Regions from separate parts of the Triticum aestivum genome. Here region 1 is linked to region 2. A link is a contact called in public Hi-C data. All regions are on one chromosome and are shown on one strand. Each heading gives the region's core, a stretch centred on a gene start, on an enhancer-like site or on the middle of the called end of the contact. The rest is flanking DNA. Distances are from core to core; before and after follow the strand shown.

What was found. Hi-C and Micro-C count contacts between places; a contact is called where the count stands out from the background.
Region 1: a Hi-C map of leaf shows a contact between it and region 2, with 3 times the contacts expected there. The contact joins the promoter of LOC123092997 here to the promoter of LOC123092990 in region 2. A contact is called at or near these places in 3 of 5 Hi-C or Micro-C datasets (all in leaf).

Annotation. Positions count from the first base shown.
Region 1 is chr4B:514,158,314-514,165,196 of IWGSC CS RefSeq v2.1, forward strand. It overlaps LOC123092997 (plant intracellular Ras-group-related LRR protein 7), which reads right to left and starts at 1,824. Exons shown (of 9, transcript XM_044514872.1): 1 at 1,522-1,824. The coding sequence starts at 1,620. It overlaps LOC123092996 (tyrosine-specific transport protein 2), which reads right to left. Exons shown (of 3, transcript XM_044514868.1): 1 at 6,402-6,883; 2 at 4,955-5,051; 3 at 2,599-2,936. The coding sequence ends at 4,958.
Region 2 is chr4B:513,161,558-513,167,994 of IWGSC CS RefSeq v2.1, forward strand. LOC123092990 (probable mitochondrial-processing peptidase subunit beta, mitochondrial) reads right to left here and starts at 4,321. Exons shown (of 9, transcript XM_044514863.1): 1 at 3,537-4,321; 2 at 2,169-2,333; 3 at 1,903-2,040; 4 at 1,685-1,836; 5 at 1,443-1,551; 6 at 1,164-1,262; 7 at 878-943; 8 at 689-796. The coding sequence starts at 4,205. It overlaps LOC123092991 (neurofilament heavy polypeptide), which reads right to left. Exons shown (of 8, transcript XM_044514864.1): 5 at 6,163-6,261; 6 at 5,884-6,038; 7 at 5,679-5,744; 8 at 4,963-5,417. The coding sequence ends at 5,393.

The DNA of each region.
Region 1 (6,883 bases), core at 574-3,073, 990 kb after region 2:
TAAGAAGTGCAGAAAAGCACCCTTTTTCATGTAGACATAATAAGTTCACTTATAAGCTAAATATTTGAAATATGAGAACAATCTAATAGGAAATATTTATACGAGGAAAAACAACTGAGTAAGCACCATATGGATTTCATTTAGTGAACCAGTACCGATATCAAGCCCTTGTGCTGCTGACCTGAGGAGCCATGTGTTTTCTGGCTCCTTGCTGGATTTCAGAAGGCCATGGACAGCGGTACAGAAGGTAGCGCTCAACACAGACACCACCTTCTGTTGGAAGTTCACACTTCACGCACATGCGGGTATTGCTCATCATCTTAGGCATACAGGATTCAGTTCCTAGGCTTAATGTGAAGCTGAGATTTCGAAGGTCTGGGCATCAACAGCAGAGTGGCGTCTTCATGTGTGGTTAGAAAATTGAATACTGACAGCAGACCGCTGCTAGCAAGCCAATAGCCCAGCACCTATATATGCCCTCTATGCATCGAAAACTGTTCACCCACCTATGTGCTAGAAACCAATTCGTGTGGCAGTTATGGGACAAGCTGCTGCTATGACGGCTTCACTCCTTCAGGGAAAATTACTTGGTATACTGGAGGTTTGCCTCCCTAATTGACGAGCTACATTCAACTGGCAGTAAGCGCTCTCGGTCCTGTTAATGCTTGTAGTTTGGGAAGCTTCGAGCAGAGAAGCAGGCGTATGATTCAGACAAAAGAAGCTTCCATCAATGCGTTTTCCGAGAATTAAAAATAAAAAAGACGAGGCAAACGCCTGGCTGTTGGCCAGGGCACGACACCTGCCAACACAATTGGGGCCTCTGTGTGGCTGGGTGAAACAACTAGTGCTTACCTCATTAGCCTCACCATTTTGGTTTTCAAGGATACTCATCATTTTGGTTTTCATCCGCTTTCAAGCTACAGGTGCTTACCTGCAGTTTGTAACTTTGTATTTTTCTCATCATCTATCAATGAAACTGTCAGATAGCCTTTTGATTTAAAAAAATGTTAACTTAGAAGTACATCGTTGCAGGCTTGCAGCAGTAACATCGGTACACATGGGTACATTTTAGGCATACCTTTAGCAGTACTCTAGAGTTCCCAGAATGCTCAATTTTGGAGTGCCAAGTATGATAATCTTCCTAAGGTTGCATTTCTTATAATATAATGACTAAAACCAGCCATTAAAGGTGGCAAGTTAAATGCTTATCTGTTTATCGTGTCAGCTAAAAGGTTATTTCAGCCAAAAGAAAAGCAACACAGTTCCAAGTTAGTGCATCACCACATAGGATGGCATACTTTTAACTTTTATATCGGCAAAATTGCGCTTTCCTTCCACCTAGGAATCCTCCATGGATACTCAACCAGTTAATCAAACGGGCGATGTACCATCACTCAGAAAAGCATCGTCGCTCGTACTCTCAACGTATAATCATCCGACATTCAGGGGAGCTGATGCGGTGGACGCCCCCAAAATGTCAATTTACAGGAAAGGGGAGGGGGGGCTGTGGGCGAGGATAACCTTCAGTTTGGCGTCCCGGAGGGCGACGATCCCGGTGGAGCGCCAGCGCGTGACGCGGGTGGCCGGCGAGTCCGAGCTCCGGCTGCTGCAGCAGCCCATCTCCGCCGCCGCCGCCGCCCGTCGCCCGCGCGAGGGCGAAACTCGCAGATGCTTTCCCCTCCGATTGTGGAAGAGATTTTGTTTCAGGGGGAGGGGCGGGCGACGACTTCGGCGAGGAGGCAGTTGGGGGCGGCCGGCGGGATCTGCCTTGACCTCGTCCACTCGCTGTCAGCTGGGACCACCGCTGGGTGCCTCTCCCCGCAGGGCTGCGGGTCCCCGTGCTGCTTACCTGGCATCTCGATCTTGTCAAACGGTTATCTATGAGACTGACAGTGGCAGGCAACAGACCAATTTTTGATTATTTTTTATTATTATGAACAGACAAGATTGCCTCTTTGTAAATTTGCAATTCTACACTTCCAGTTTTTTTTTACAGTAACTAGACTTTATTTCCCATATATGCCATATCGTATATCAAAAGATGACAAATAAAGTCAAGGATCACAACATCCCAAGAACCAGAAGATTTCGAGCTAAAGGATTGTCTGGCTAATTCATCCGGTACCTAATTGGCTTACAAAAACTTTTAAGGGCATCGATGTTTTCTCCAGAGTTTGGATCACAAGGCCTTTTTACCAGCTGACGGCGCTGCCACAAGAGGAACCATGTTGCAACTACCGCCAGTTGTGCCATCGGGAGCCCATCAACAACATCACTGAGTTTTATTAAAAACTCCATGGTGACTGATCCTGATCTGTCATTTGCAATTGCTCTCTGTAGAGTGTCCGAAAATCCCAGCTGATCACACTTCTTTTACGCGGCAACAACTGAAAAGAGTATGCCATCTTCGGCATGAGCCAAACAGTGCGGGCATCTTCATTGACTCCATTGCTCTTACCGTTTCATCTGATTTTATTTTTTAAATGTCTCTAGAATGCTTTGAAAATTGTAACCAGCTAGTTTTGATTAAACAAAAACTCTTGGGTGTGTTTTGTGAATTAACAATAGGATTACCAACTGTAAAACAAAATCATCTTGTAGTTTTGTATGGTCATCTTAATTGTCAAATTATCTTTGAATACTTGCCCATTGTACAAGGAAAATATCTAATATGAAAAATCAATTAAGACGTCCATTCATTTGGGCACCCTTGCCTTTTGCGATAGGGGATGATCGGCTCGGCTACCATTTCTCCCTCCATCCATGGCAGCTAGAAATCACGAGTGCCATCTTCTCCGGTCCGGTTATGAAGGTGATGTTCTATCGTTAGCAATGGCGCACCACCATTCTTGACCAAAGTGAAATTGCACCACTCATCCGTATGCAGCTGAACGAGGTCCAGTAGGGTTGGAAACATGGACATTCAGGGTAGTCACCTAGAACAAGATATGAGATAAGGCACGCGATTTTGGGTTAGGCAACAATCATATCAAAGGACTAGCGCATTTAATTCATGCTTACGGGTACAGCACACTTGAGCAAACTAGCTAATTAGAATGTGACCTCAGAATTGTTCAATACTTCTCCAGGAGTCAAAATGCATACAAGCTTATCTGGAAAAAATTAACTAAATAATCATTTAAAAATTATTAGACCCTTACCAAGCATATTTGCAGACATAGCCTTTCTAGCTACACAAAATGGTCTTAGACTAGTCACAATGGTGAGTAACATACACTAGTAACATACACATATCCCTAGACTATGTTACTACCTTCATAGTGGGTAGTAACATAAGTGTGGTGACATGCAAAGCTTCATTTATTAGGTTATAGACTCATATTGCATCGGGGCATGTGATGTTACAGTAACTAGCTAAGTTACTATAACTACCTCTCTCCTCATTAACTCACTGCCACATAAGCAAATTTGCTGAGTTGGACTCGATGTTACTGCTGAAGTTACTCCCACTGTGGCTAGTCTTATGTTGCACAAGAAAAACTACTGCACCATGAGTTTAGACCTGGGTCGATGCATAAAAAAACGTTTTATATTTAGATACAGAGGTAGTAGCTACCAAGCTTTCTGGCCATCCAAACCCATTAGCAGTGGTGGAGGGACACATAGGGCGGGGTAGGGCAGCCGCCCGACCTAACAGGTGTAGTAAATATTCCCTACTATTCTGCTTCTATGCCATGGCCACAGGCCAGCTTGAGCTCAGGATGGCAACTTTGCTGACTCAAAAGTCACCAGGACACAAGATAGACGACCGATGAGCGAAATATCAGGGCCTGAGCAGCTGGGCTTTACACATTTAAGGCACATGAGAGTTAATCAGGCTAGGCTTTACTTACATTCCTTTACGCTTAAACATCAACGAAGCTTTCATATAGTTAAAAATCGATGAAATGTCAAAAAATGTAGTACAAGCTTGGTGAGGTATTTTTGCATGTGCTAATTTCATTTCAATATGTTTCTACACGGATTTGTTGTCATAAATCTAACATCAAATACTCTTATTAGTATGTATAAAACAACGATCATGATTTCACCCTACCAAAATTTCATACCGTCCTCTGCCACTGTCCATCAACATGGCCAAAATGGTTAGTTTATCGACAAAAGTTTGGTGATACAGCATCATTTTTATTTCAAATAATAGTTACTCCCTCTGTAAACTAATATAAGAGCGTTTAGATTACTAAATTGGTGACCTAAACGCTCTTATATTAGTTTACGAAGGGAGTACATAATAAAAATAAACCCATTAATGGTGAGGACAATATAGTCGAGCTTTCAAGCACCAATCAACTACAAGATGGTTAATTGCTCTCCCAAAACAGACTTCTTTCGCTCATTTGATGGAACGATGGTCAGGCCTGGATCAACATTACAGAGATGTACTGAGTATGTACTTGATGTAATAGACATATATAAAGACACCCAGTTTACTGATATAGTAATCACCAGTACAAATAACATAGCTAGTGACCTTGAAGTCCTAAATGAATCAAAGTTGTCAGAACAATGGTAAGAGAGAACACCAGACACAAGGGTTCCTAAAAAATTGGTCTGACCGAATGTTGCTCTAAACACTGCATGAAGTAGCCTTGGCGGTAAGGAGTCACAAGAGAATCCGTCAAAAAAAGTTTCTCTGGCTTGTGGATAATTCGGTAAGTGGGAATTTTACCATCCAAGCTCAACAATATTGAATTTACTTTTTCATTTGTACTGCGCATGTTTTCCAATCTAATTTTACTGGAAGAAGTCTTTTGATTACACTGGTTAGTTCTGCAGACAATTGCAATGATAACTTCACGGTTTTAATTTGCACACCCATGGAAATTATGAAACAGAAACTTCAGTTGGTCAAACTCTGAAGAATTATATTTGTGACTTGCTCAGCACTCATGAGCTGTATGATAAGAAAAAAATGTGTACCTCATATGCTTACCTTTTAATGCCGGAATGCTAGGATAACCGCAACGATGAAAAGTACCAAGAGAGCAGCATTCCCACCAGGCAAAATATCTTCACATGAACCAGGTGACCTGGAGGATGAAGAAGCAAAACAAAAATGTTGAACAAAATGGAAGTTTACAGTTTAGATACTCAAAATATTGATGCTAACCTACTCTTTTGAGGTTCTTATATAATAAATTATATCATCCTTCACAAGATTAAATATTTCTTGCACATAAAATGACCGCTATCACATAAATTAGTATATTACATGATTCTACTCACACACGTAATGACAAAAAGGCCATCGTGTGCTCTGAAAGCTGGAGGCAAAAAATCGACAGTTTGACTACAGAACGAACAAAGACAAACGATTGCATAACTGAAACTGATAAATCGTTAGTGGTTCCACAAACTATACAGCGTCTGTTTAGAAGAATGACATGTTCACATCCAGAAAAGAGGTAGAGGAAAGGGCCGGAGAAGTGTGTGATTGCATTATGCAAGAACCTGAGATGTCTTATTGTCAGGCTAATCTGAGTAGTACTAAATGTCCTGTAGAAAATTTTAAAGGGGCAGCATGGTTTCAGACAAAAAAAGTGTAGCAGTGTTGAACTACATTGTTTGCTGGTCAAGCTGGAGGGTCTGGGCACAGACATTCAGACAATTTCCCTATTTACAGCCTTATACTTTTACTATCTCCATAACTTTATCTTCCCAAATCACATATACTGAATGCAAACTCGGATACTATAGCCAGAAAGTTTCTACGTTACAATAAATTTTGGTGGTCTTCTTGACATTCAAAGAGCTGCAGACCTATTTACTCTATGTTGAGTTGAACATATAAAGCTATATCATGAAAAGAAGTAACTGTAGCTGTGTGGAAACTCAACAGGTCCAGAGTATTCATACTTTGTTTGCAAGTTATAGAACCAGCCACTTCGAACTTTATACATAAATGTTGCTAGAAAACATGCTAAACTCATCTAATTAATGCAGAAGGAACACATCAGTTATCAGGATTTTCCTGTGGAAACAAGGATGGCACAAAGCAGAAGGTCTCAAAACGTGAAGTATAAAAGGGGACTAGCACCAATCAACATTTTATATTTACTGATAAGAATTGGAGCCATTTGAGTCAGTTAAACAAACACGGAACTGTTGAACATCAGACAGTTGTGAGCACTTCAAGAAATACTTAATTAAGTTACTTAGTCCCCATTCAGCAATGCCGACGGATATTAGCCAAGGCATTGAGCATGAATTAGCACCCCTGATTACATATTTAAGTACTCTACACTTCATTTTCCCATTATTTCAGCATGTATATATGACCATTGGTGGTTGGTTTGGATTTTATATTTTTTACCAATGCTGCTAACTATATACAGTAGTATGTATATTCTTTAAAAGAAATATGGCCTAGTGAACATTACCTCTTCTTCCGTGACCGATGAATCCAGGCCATTGCAGGAGGCAGGATCCCAAACAAGAAGCAGTTTGCATAAATCCCGGCAAAATCTAATGCCTTGGCAAACGCTGTTGAGAAGAATGATACAATAAATATGGGAATGATCAGCACTGCCAACGTAAGAACCACCTCGTTCCTGCCATGACCACCACCAGCATTGGACAACTCCACACTTCCTTGCTTCGGAGAAAATCTGTTAACAATCAACTGCAAAGTGTCTTCCAACTGCTTCGGGAAGCTGACTGCATATCCTATCAAGCTCGTCGCCAATGCAGCAAACGCAAAGCCTCGAACAGGAGCCAATGCTGCTGGATTCACCGAGAGAAGAAGCTTAATAGGGTCATCGAACCTTGCACTGCCGGTCGCACCTGCCAATCCTAGAATGACAGCATTCCATGACAAAACCATGACCAATGGTACAGCACCCCCAATGAGAATTGCCCTGCG
Region 2 (6,437 bases), core at 3,071-5,570:
AACTTCATGCAAGCTTAATACTCCCTCCGTCCGAAAATACTTGTCGGAGAAATGGATAAAAATGGATGTATCTAAAACTAAAATACATCTAGATACATCCATTTCTCCGACAATTCATATAACAGTAATATTTCCCATATGGCTCATATCTATTCAGGCAACAAAATACATATACAGAATGCAGTCTTATCATATTATCAAGTTAGGCTACTGTTCCAACTCAATTTTCCTCAAGATACCAATGCCACAACTAAAAAGTAAATGCACACTAATACTTCATAAGTTAATACTCCCTCCGTCCGGAAATACTTGTCATCAAAATGAATAAAAGGGGATGTATCTAGATGTATTTTAGTTCTAGATACATCCCTTTTTGTCCATTTTGATAACAAGTATTTTCGGACGGAGGGAGTACAGCAAGCTATATTATTCACAACAAACAAAAGCATATCACCCAGATATCAATGGACCTTATTATTCATATTCCAATAAAAGGACACAGTAATCTTATCAGTAGAGGTCAATCAGTAGCAATTGGCAGGCACCTCATAGGCAGGACGTAATCTAAAAGTGACCAAAACTTTAGCAACTTCTAGTTTTCCACCACACTTTCTGGCATTACCTGGTGCCATGGAACATCCAAATTCTAGTACATAAAAACAAGGCAAGTTGGCAAAACAGCAATTACCTGGTCAAAGATGAAGCGGTTTGCAACACGCCTAATAGTGCTGGGATCAACTGCATCTATTCTAGCAAAAAGCTCAGGAATGGGAATTCTACGGCCATAGATGAGTTGCTGACAAAACAGAAGAAAGATAAGTTCCAGGGGGTGCGTATCGAGAATATCATGTGGCACTACATAATAGCGTCCATATACCTGGCGTCCAATATCCTCAACAACAGCAGTGGAGCCATCAAGGTGGAGTTGGATGGAGGATTTCAACTGAAAGCAAGTCAAAGAAATGACAACGTCAGGAAAATAAACAGAAGTTCAATGGCAGATACATATGTTCCAATGCAACAATTATCCAGCAACAGAATATCAGAACCAGAGAACATGATTCCTAACAAGTACACAAAAGAAACAATATGCTTCATACTATTCAGCCTCAATAATCCATAGGAAACACTACTACACATTGAACTGACATTGAAAGAAATACCTGATTGCGTGCACGAATAACATCCTCTTCAGTAACCCTGTATGATAATTTGCTCATCTCTTGCATAATTGCAAAAGCCAAATCATCCAAGCAATCAGCCTACAAAACAAGGTCAAGGAACATCATCAGGCAAAGAACATGAAGAGCACATCATTTTAAACCACCATAACATGTTCACACATAATGGCTGTTACAGATCCAAGCAATCAGCCTACAACGCATACAGAAAGAAGTACTTTCTTCAACCTTTGATACAAAACAAAAAAATATCCGACTCACCTTAGCAACAGCATAGACACCAAACAGGCCAGTGTCCTTATAGTTTGTATTGAATGCCATTATACTCTCAGCTATGTCATTGATTGCTACTCTCTGTACAAGCTCCGAACTGTATCAACGTATCAGGAGAACAAAGTGAAATATGATCAGTGGATTGTTTTTTAAGTCATTTCGACAAAGGAACTTGGTTATACACAAGGAAATGACAAGATGAAAGGGTGTATAATAGGTAAGGAACCCACCCCATGTGCTTCCCTCCTCCAGCACTCTTGTTCCACGAACCAAGCATAGTTTGCATAACCATTAATGCAATAGAATCAGGATCTGTCCAGGATGCTCCATTGAAGGCAACAGCAAATTGGGCAAGGGGCATGTCATCATCAATGATTCGTACCTATTGAGTAGCATAAAATAATCAATGATTTGAACAGCACAGGTAAACTTACAGTAAAGTACATACCTCAGAACCAGTAAAAATGGCTGGCTGCTCAGCAACCAACATGTTAGTTGTTGTAGGGTCAGTTGGCAGCGATTTGAACAGCTCTTTTGCCTGTTGTACAATATCATCATGCTTAACAGCACCAGCAGCAGTAATGACCTGAAAACACACAAAAACACATGTTATTTACGACTAGGAGATACTCCACCCTACTGAGGTAATAGCAATACGACAAAATGATAGATATCCAAATGTATTACGGACACATAATTTTTAATCTCAAGTACCATTCTAGAAGCCGTGTAATGCTTTTGAATGTAGTCTATGAGATTCTTTTTGGTGATAGACTTGACATTATCAGCAGAACCCAAGATTGGCCTGCCAAGAGAAGTATACTGGAATGCAGTTGCATGGAGATGATCGAATATAACTTCCTCCGACTGTCCCTGAACCTACATAACATAGGAGAGTCAGAAAAAAAAAGTGAGCTCAAGAAAACACAGCAAGACATATAGTAGTAGCATCTCAGAAATGTTGCACGTCCGGGTTGCAGCTTGACACGACTAATAACAACTTACTGAATCCAAAATGAAGTCTGTAAATAATAGAGCCGAACATGAAACTTGTATGCTCATAAAACCCAAAGATTGAGTTAAGTTATTTCCATCCATATTAGGTACTCCCTCCGTCCCATAATATAAGAACATTTTTCAAAACTAACAAAACTTGAAAAACGTTCTTATATTATGTGACAAAGGGAGTACTTTTTTCTTTCTGAGAGAAGCATCTATTGGATGCATGATTAACCTTGCAGGTTGGTCCATTTAAACCATGGATTTTGAGTCGCTCGACTAGTCACGACTAGTCGACGACTAGTCTATTAGTCAGAAAAATATGGTCGACTCAGCTTAGTGTCGACTCGAGAGTCGCGACTAGTCACAACGCAGGCTCGACTTCTTCCGAGTCGCTGCCCCAGAGCGACTCGCATGAGTCGCGACTCGAAAACCATGATTTAAACTCATTATGGTCGAGCAACATTCTACTCTACTTGAATAATCTTCTCAGCAAATTCATAAGATTTTTTTCACAGGCATACAATATTCATTTTTGCTCCGAACTCCTAACCAGATTGATTTGGGACAGTTTGATATCAAATGCCAATGTTGCCTTCCCTTCTAAGATCTAAGTCTAAAGCAGCTTGATACAATTAGAACAATGTCACATACTAAGAAATTAGGCCTTTGATCAGTTCTTATTTTCTGTGAGGACCTATTGGGCAAATGTAAGTTCAAAAAAAATGCAAACCGTTACATGTTTTTCTTTTCTTAAATTGATATCTGTATTCGTTCCAACTAGTTTGATAGCAAATGCCCATTTTACAGCTGTCGTCTTACATATAGCAGTTCATAACAATTCCTAACACTAAGAAATCAAGTCTCTGTAAGTTAGTCCTTATCATCTCAGAGAATTCTATATGGATTGGTTAAAAACATCACAATAAACAAGAAATGCATATTAATAAACACTAGAGAAGGCATGATGCAATCAACCTAAGGTAGTTTAAGAAATTGTCCGTCAAATCACCTAAACAGATCCTTATTGCAGTGGAAAGGAGTGATTAACTCAAGCAAACATATACGCATCAGGAAACTAACCTCCTCCATCTCTCGGAGAATGACACTGCGCTCGCGTTCAATGCGGTTGTCCTCGAGCTTAGAGTCCTGCAAAATGTCCGCGAGAACATTCATGGCACGTGGCACGTCCTTGTCGAGCACCTTGGCGTAGTAGGTGGTCTGCTCCCGCGAGGTGTAGGCGTTGAGGTGGCCGCCCATGTCCTCGATCTCCTGCTCGAGCTGCCCGGCGCTGCGCGTCCCCGTGCCCTTGAACAGCATGTGCTCCACGAAATGGGCGACCCCGGCCGCCTCCTCCGTCTCGTACCTGCTCCCGGCGTCGATCCAGACACCAACGGTGGCCGTGCGCGAGGAGAGAGAGGACTCGGTGGCGACGCGCAGGCCGTTGTCGAGCGTGGTGACCTTGGTCTCCGGCGCCTCGAGGATGGCGGTGTGGTCGACGTGCGCGGGGACGGGGTTGGCGTAGCGGAGGAAGCGGGGGTCCGGGTGCTCGAGGCGGCGGACGCGCGCGTTGACAGCGTCGGCGATCCGGTCGTACGCCATCACCGGGGCGTGGACGGCGGGCGCGTCGGGGGCGATGGCGCCGGGGCCCGCGGCGACAGCCGTGGAGGCCTCGCGCGCGTTCCCGGCCGCCGCCGCCGCCGCGGCGGAGCGGCGGCGCACTGCGGCCGAGAGGAGTCGGCGGAACGCCATCGGGGAGATCTGTTGGGTGGCCTCTCCGGCGGCGGCGGAGGTGGAGATCTGGCGGTGCTAGGGTTTGTTGCGGTCGGATGGATCGGGGAGGAGGAAGAGATGGGGGGAGAAATAGAGAAGTGGCGTGGAGGGAGCCTGCCAAGTGGGGGAGAAGCGCTGGGTGCCCGTAGCTTGGCTTGCGGAGGACCCACATGTCGGTGAGGGAATGCGCTTGTTTCTAAGAAAGTGGTTGGGTGTGGGATTACTGGGTCTTCGTGGGTTGCCACTGAAATGTTCACAGCACAAGCATTTTGCATTCTAGCCCAGAGACTTGGTTTGGGCCGAATCTGACCCAGAAAAAATAAATGTATTTTTCGTTGTGTTTAAAGCGATTTTCTCTGCCTTAAAAAAAAGAATCTCGTTTTTTTTGCAACAAAAAAAGAATCTCGTTGAGCACTCGTCTCAGTCCCGCGGAGAGAGAAGTCACATTTCCCACTCTGGCTTGGTTTCAGAACTTCGTAAAATGACCATTTGCAAGATGATACGCACACATAGTTGATGCAATCGAAGAGTTTTCTGACTAATTATTAACTTCAGCGTGAAGCTCTATAAATGTCATCCCATCTCAGTTTCTAAGGGATTCGGTGTTCCTTTAGCATAACAGTTACTGTAAGCCACATGACAAGCTTGATCCATATTCCATTCCATACGCACTTCAGTTTGCCACAGAACTATTTTCAGTTCAGACATTACTGACAGTAAATTCAGCAAGAGCTACTAGTGTAAAAAATGTTCTTATATTATGGGACGGAGGGAGTAGAAAATAGAGATTTTTTTTCAAAATCCACATATATATCAACACATTGGTATTTCGGGGTTTTTGGCAATCAACTTAGGAATACAAGACCACAGAAATTCATCCTTGAATTTCCCATCTGCGGTCTCTTGTACAACAAGCTGTTTTAACCCTGGAGGTGGAGGATGCATCTGAAGCACAGAGCTATCGATATGCATAAACGCATGTACACAGAACAGAAGTTGGAGATCACCCAAGCCACAAAGACCGAGTCTCGTTGCGCATGGAGACGTTAAGAAGAAGCTAGGCACTTGAAAGAATGAGGAGCATCTAAATCATGCGTGTTGATGATGCTGCTCTGCGGCTCTTGCTAGATGCAGCTGACATTCATGTTGCTTGCGGGGCCATGTCTTCAGCTTTCCAGTGACCATGCATCGCTGTCGATAGTAACTGTCAGCCATAATTCACATAACCCAGCATGGTGAGCATGCTTTGTATAGAGAATAGAGAATAACATGACACAACATGCATTGTTTTCAATCATAACCCATGGTGAAAGATGAATTCATTGGTTGTTTAATTGTTAAAAATTATAGTGTTTGTTCAGTCACTCTTGAACTGTAAAGATGAATCCATTGGCAGTCAACTGCCACAAATTATAGTGTTTGTTCATGCAGTCTTGAACTGTAAAAACTCACCATGATAACCTTTCAGGCCGGAGATGAAAGTTTGGCTCCTTCGGAATTGTTATTGTCTTTGATGACCTTAAAAAAGCACGACAGAAAGAAATGTTAGTTACTTGTAAAGGGACAACTAGTGAAAGGTAATATCGGATCATTATTGCAACAATTAGTGAAATTGAAATATCATCTATACAAGTTTCATTAAAGAACAGGTGTTCACTTTTTGGGGATGAATGGCCGATCAAAATACGGCATTGGCTGTGCTTTAGGAACAAGCTCTTTCCTCAGCTGTCTTATCATTTCTTCCTCCTCTAACTTTTGTTGACGTTCCCGCTCCAATCTTAATTCCTCACCGAACTTGGTCTTCTCTGACACCTAAATCTCAAACAGGCATAGTTAATAGAGTGTAAAAGGCTCACACTGGTACCACTGAAATAAGACTTCAAAGTTCAAACCATGTGCGATGTACAATGTACAGTGAACTTGTAAGGAGGCTTACATATTGATCAAATTCAGCACGTTCAACTGCGCGCACATCACTATGTAGAACAAGGTCGACTGGCTCTGTTCTTTCCTTGACTGGTGGCTTAATCAAGCACTAGTGAAAATAGAGGTTCAAAGTTAAAACAATACACTTGTTAACTGAAAACTTATCAACCATCATAGTGATTCCCAAGAGAACCAGGTACAAAAGTTATGAAAATAAATTCAATAACAATCAGGAGAACAACCTGATAGTTATCAGCATGCACCAAAGGAAGTCAGCATTCTTCA